2 separate regions of the Sus scrofa genome follow, and region 1 is linked to region 2. The links are chromatin contacts, called in public Hi-C maps. All regions are on one chromosome and are shown on one strand. Each heading gives the region's core, a stretch centred on a gene start, on an enhancer-like site or on the middle of the called end of the contact. The rest is flanking DNA. Distances are from core to core; before and after follow the strand shown.

The links. A called contact is a pair of places that touch in the nucleus more often than the background predicts.
Region 1: a contact with region 2 is called in a Hi-C map of liver, with 3 times the contacts expected there. The contact joins two enhancer-like sites. A contact is called at or near these places in 1 of 5 promoter capture datasets (liver), 7 of 47 Hi-C or Micro-C datasets (brain, embryonic fibroblasts, liver and 1 more) and 1 of 2 datasets of contacts at active chromatin or transcription factors (skeletal muscle).

The regions. Positions count from the first base shown.
Region 1 is chr18:14,393,816-14,396,515 of Sscrofa11.1, forward strand. The region is part of intron 1 of CALD1 (caldesmon); the gene reads right to left. Among named protein-coding and RNA genes, the nearest start is that of CALD1, 91 kb to the right of the region's middle. Within about 2 kb of position 1,351, at least 13 of the 83 cell types and tissues checked have an H3K27ac peak or open chromatin away from gene starts, as enhancers often do. A contact at or near this core is called in liver, where this site is marked.
Region 2 is chr18:14,337,372-14,340,071 of Sscrofa11.1, forward strand. The region is part of intron 3 of CALD1 (caldesmon); the gene reads right to left. Among named protein-coding and RNA genes, the nearest start is that of AGBL3, 73 kb to the left of the region's middle. Within about 2 kb of position 1,255, at least 10 of the 83 cell types and tissues checked have an H3K27ac peak or open chromatin away from gene starts, as enhancers often do. A contact at or near this core is called in liver, where this site is marked.

The sequences.
Region 1 (2,700 bases), core at 101-2,600, 57 kb after region 2:
TAGTCATATATTACACTAGTAGGAAAATAAAATCAGAAGAAGAAAGACAAACAATGAGAGAACACAAAAAGGTAATACCCATCAATGTATCCACAGGAGGAAAACTGTCGTGGGGAAGGCTGGGATCAATTTGGCCAGTTATTTCTAAATTAAAAGTCAACACTGGATTATTTACCAATGACTTAGTGAACTTTTCATATATATATTTTGGCTTACTGTATCTTAGAAGGGAAATATTGAATGTTTTTGCAAGTGGCCCGTACCAAAGCAATTCAAATACAGGGACTACTGATCATCGTAGGATGTCGTGAAACCTCACAGTGCATTCAGGCCCTCGCTTACTAACCACAGGTCCTCCTCGTCACTCTCAACCACTGCTCTTCCCAAATCTAGCTCCAGTGCCTCCATGTGCATCAAGTCCTCGCTCGGTTTTGTCTTTACTTGTTGCAACTGTATGTTTCCACTTAAGTGTTTGCCTGTGTATCCTGAGTAACATTTGTGTATAGCATGCTTGTGTTTCAGTGTAAATTTTTATGTCTGTGGGAGAATCTCTTGATTTTCAGAGGATATAGTTTTCATATTACTATGGAATTAGGCACAGTGGGTATGCACATCTCCTTGTATAAATTAGTAGATAAGAGGGACAAGGTGTATTAATATGATACTATGTTAGAAATTTAGCTACCAACCAGACTGCATAAAGTGAAGGATTAAAGAAATTGTTCTTATAACTCAAGAAAAAAAATCAATTATTCAATGAAAGCAAGAATGCTTTTGGCATTCGGCAACAAACAGATTCACAGTTCGTTAAAACTTTACACTATTCAGTTGGGTTGGACCTAGGTCTTTCCTTTGAAAGCAGCATGGAATTGTGGAAGAAGACAGGCTGTGTGGTTATAATAGGTGGCCAGGACTAGCAAAGGTAGCCAAGGAAATTTTTTTGAATTCCCCTGCAAATTTCATGGAAATCCATGGATATAGGTTAGATTTTTGTTCTCAGAGGAGCCAATTTTGTACAAATATGAAGATGGAAAAAAAAATTCTATTAGAACTGAGCGAGATCACATAATAGTACAAAAGAAGGGCTTTGATGTCTTAAAACGGTGCCTATTTGCTGCAGCCTTTGTTATTTTTTCTTGGACAATTTTTGAATTAAGAATAATCCATGAAACTATTTGCGCTGGCCAAGATTTTTCAATTGTTGATAGAAGAATGATACTGAATTTTGTGAGGAAGGGTGAAGGTCAGCGAAGCAATAAGAATGTGTCCATGGCAGGGTGAGGGTCAGATGTTTGTTTTTAAATGTTAGGGAAAGTTCTCTACTTGTCTGAAGCAAGTAGGAAAGTGAAAGTAATTTATGGTTATTATGAAATTTCTGTACTTCTCATGGGAAAGTAGCTGACGTCAGGGTTTGATAAGCTTCCTGTGGCTACAAACATACGGAACATTGATTCCTAAGAAAAATGCAATCTTTCTCTTCACAGAATCATGATGTACCTGCACCTGGACTTTGGTTTAATTGCCACACATCAGGCAAAACCTAATGTAGTGTTTTTAAAGCCCAAAAATTGTGGCGAGGCAGGGGCAACTGTTCCTGTCATCACCACCACCACCGTTATCATGATCAACAAGCACTGATGTATGTTCATATGACCTTGTAAGGCATTATGTTAAATGCTTGCGTCCCAAGGAGTGATAATAAATGGTACACTTCATTTTTATGCATATTAAAGCTTCCAAAGGATACAGTCTTCCTGGCACACTTCTGCCTATACAGTTATGTATGGGTCCTTTATTTTTTTATTGAGTGTATATTAGTAGTAGTAGTAGTAGTATTTTGTCTTTTTAGGGCCATATCTGAAATAGAGGGAAGTTCCTGGGCTAGGGGTAGAACTGGAGCCGGAGCTGCCAGCCTATGCCACAGCCACAGCAATGCAGGATCCTTAACCCACTGAGCAAGGCTGGGGATCAAACACGTGTCCTCATGGAGCCATGATGGGAATTCCAAGTGTGTATTATTTACCAGTCATTATTTTATTTTCAAATAACAGTGTTAAGATGTAGTTCATATACCACACAATTTAAATGGTTCACTCGTTTTTCAGTATATTCAGAGTTGTGCAATCATTACCATCTTAGAACATTTTCCATCAACCCCTAAACCCCCTAGACCCTTTAGCCACCCCCCAAACTGCAATTTCTCCTATAACTCTCAGCCCTAAACTACCTAATATATAGTTTGTTTATATAGAGTTCCCCATTTTGGACATTTCACATGAATAGAACCATATAACATGTGGTCTTTTGTGACTGAGTTTTTCCACTTAGCACAATGTTTTCAAGATTCATCTATGTGGTAGCGGGTACTGGTACTTTCTTCCTTTTTATGGCCAAATAATATTCCATTGTATGGATTTATCACACTTTGTTTATCCATTTGTCTGTTGATATACATTTAGGTTGTTTCCATCTTTTAGCTATTCACACGAATAATGCTGCTATAAACATCTGCGTACGCATTTCTGTGTAGACATATGTTTTCATTTCTCTTGGATATATACCTGGGAGTGGAATTGCAGGGTCATATGATAATTCTCTTCCATTGTTTGAGGGACTTTGAGACATTTTTCCAAAGTGGCTGCATCCTTTTATATTCCCACCGCTAGTGTATGAGGGCTCAGATTTTCCTACATCACTGCT
Region 2 (2,700 bases), core at 5-2,504:
AAATCCTGACTCAAGAAGACTTCACTAAGGCTTTGGGAAAATGAGAAAGTATGGAAGTGGTGAAGATATTAGACTGCAAGTGACAGAATCTCTCAATAATCTTACCAGAAACAAATTAAGCAACACCCTGAAAACTAAAGAACTGAACAGCCTTTCACACCTACCCCTGAAAATAACATGGCTCTGGGTAGGTCTTGGCATTCAGGAATTTTAATGCACCTCATAAAAAAAACACTGTCAGTCTTGCTCTGTAGGTGATGAAACTGAAATAAATTATCTGATGCAAATGGAAAGGAATTTAGAACTCATTTTGTTGGGCATCTGTTTTGGCATTTAACCTAATACTTCTTCCTAAGCAGAAGGTGCAGAAGCTTTGTGTGTTCAAATGAGTCCAGTGAAAAGTGAACTTAGATGAATTGAGTTTGGTTTATCCAATAATGGGAATGCTAATGGATATTTTCTGAGCATTGGTACCATGTTAGAAGTTGAAGGTTCAGAGATTCAAAATAGTCCCTGCCCTCAAATGAATTCCCATTTATTGCAGGAGGACAAGCAAGCTCACCGATGCTCACTTAACTTTAGTTCAAGGTGAAAAACAGAAGGATAGGCAAAAGTTATTAGTGTGGAGAGAAAAGGGGAGCTGAGGAAGTCTTGTGGTGGAAAGTAGCATTTGATCAGGACCTTGAAGGACAGAAAGGAAGTCAGGAACAGGTAAGCTAGAGCCTCTAATTTCTTTCCTTTTGTTTTTAAAAATTTTTCATTTTATGGGCTGTACCTGTCGCATATGGAAGTTCTCAGGCTAGGCGTTGAATCAGAGCTGCAGCTGCCAGCCTATGCCACAGCCACAGCCACGCCAAATCCAAGCCACATCTGCGATCTACACTGCAGCGCCGGATACTCAACCCACTGAGGAGGGCCAGGGATCGTACCTGCAGCCTCTTGAAATACTAGTCAGGTTTACGACTGCTGAGCCACAACAAGAACTCTGAGCCTCTAATGTTTACTGTAACCCGCATTGCTCACTTCTATGCCACCCTGCCTCTTCTCTATTCCATGTCGCCCTACCCACTCCACCAAAACTTCGTTGGTCTCCGTGGAACCCTTCAGAAACCCCAGTCTTGTTGAATGCCTCCATTTCAGACGAGGAAACTAAGGCGCACGGAGTGTTCCCCACAGAGGAAAGAGTGAGCCAAGGAAGGAAGGTGGCTTGGACATGAGTTTGGGAACCAGCGAGTGACGTGATTTGGTCAGAGCAGGGGGAGGTCCAAATGGGAAGGGCTATTAAAGGCAGACAGACTGTGGAGACCTCGAATGCCATGTTGAGGAGAGTGGGCTCTGTCTTCAAAGCTGAGGGACAGGAGGGCGAGATGGGACAGGACTGGAAAGGGGAGAGAGCCTGAAGCCAAGACCAGATAGAAGGCAACTGCAATCGTCTAGGTAGGAGGCAATAACTGCTGAAATTCAGGGAATGACAGAGTGAGTGGAGAGACACGGAGAAAGTAAACTGATAGATCGTGGGCATGATGGAGTAGGAAAAAAAAAACAGAAGCTGGAATTCGCACCCCCTCCCCCCACTGGCCTCTTTGCCTTCCTTCTAAGCTCTGTGGTTGGCCAGTTGTGAACACTGGACAAGCCCCTCACTCCACATGCCTTGGTTTCCTTTTCTGAAATGGAGGCATTACAAGAATGGGGTTTCTAAAATTCCACGGAGACCTAGGATTGCAAAGAAGTTCTGGTGGAGTAATAGGGTTGGGGGCAATAGAGAGCAACGGGGGGGTGGGTTGGGGGTGAGGAATGGGCGTTGACTGGGGTCTGCAATCAAATGAGAAGCTCTAGATACAAAACCACCCCCAAAATCAGAATACCTCCTTTACGTAACAGAATGATCTGTAACAGTAAATTGCCAAAAAAGTAAAAACCCCCAACCACTATGATAACCTCAGGACTGTATAGATTACCTCCAACAGCCTTTTGCGCATTCACACTCACAGAAACTGTCACCCAAGAGATTTGCTAATATAAGTGGACATGGGTCTCATTTTTAGGACCCCGTTGAGTTCCTGTTTATTTGGCGAACTGTTGCACAAATGCTGGAACAACTGGAACAACAATTGTCATGCTGAATCCATGCCAAAACTCCCTAAAATGGGACAGATTTACTGAAAGGCCATCTGGTGTTCTTACTCTTGTGCGGTACCTTTTTCCAAGATCCAGCGAGTTTTCCAAACCTCATAAACGCCATCGTGAAAAGGGCTGTTGCCTGTGAGTACAAAGACCCTGGCTTCCCGGCTACTGACTGTCCTCTGGTTTTGGGTCAGCTGAGCTGCCCCTCTGAGGTGCACAGCCCTGTCTATAGAAGCAGAGCAATACAGCAAACAACCCTAGGGGCCCCTCTAGCTTGAACATTCCAAGATTCCAGGATCCTCAACTTTGGAGCCTGCTATCTGAACAACACTCTGATCAATAGCATGTGCTCGCGGTCTTGTTCTGTCACAGTCAGATGGTCAGTGTATTAAAGGCTTTGGGCTGTTGTCTGTAAGGATTGGGCAATGTGTGCTTTAGCCAAAGTCTCTGAGCCCTGAAGAGGGTTCAGGTCTAAATTAACAGCAGATCTTTAGAAACAGAAGGCTCTGTAGATCGCTATTTGAAATAAGAAAAGCCGTGCCTAGGTATAACCCCCACCCCCCACCCCCACAAATG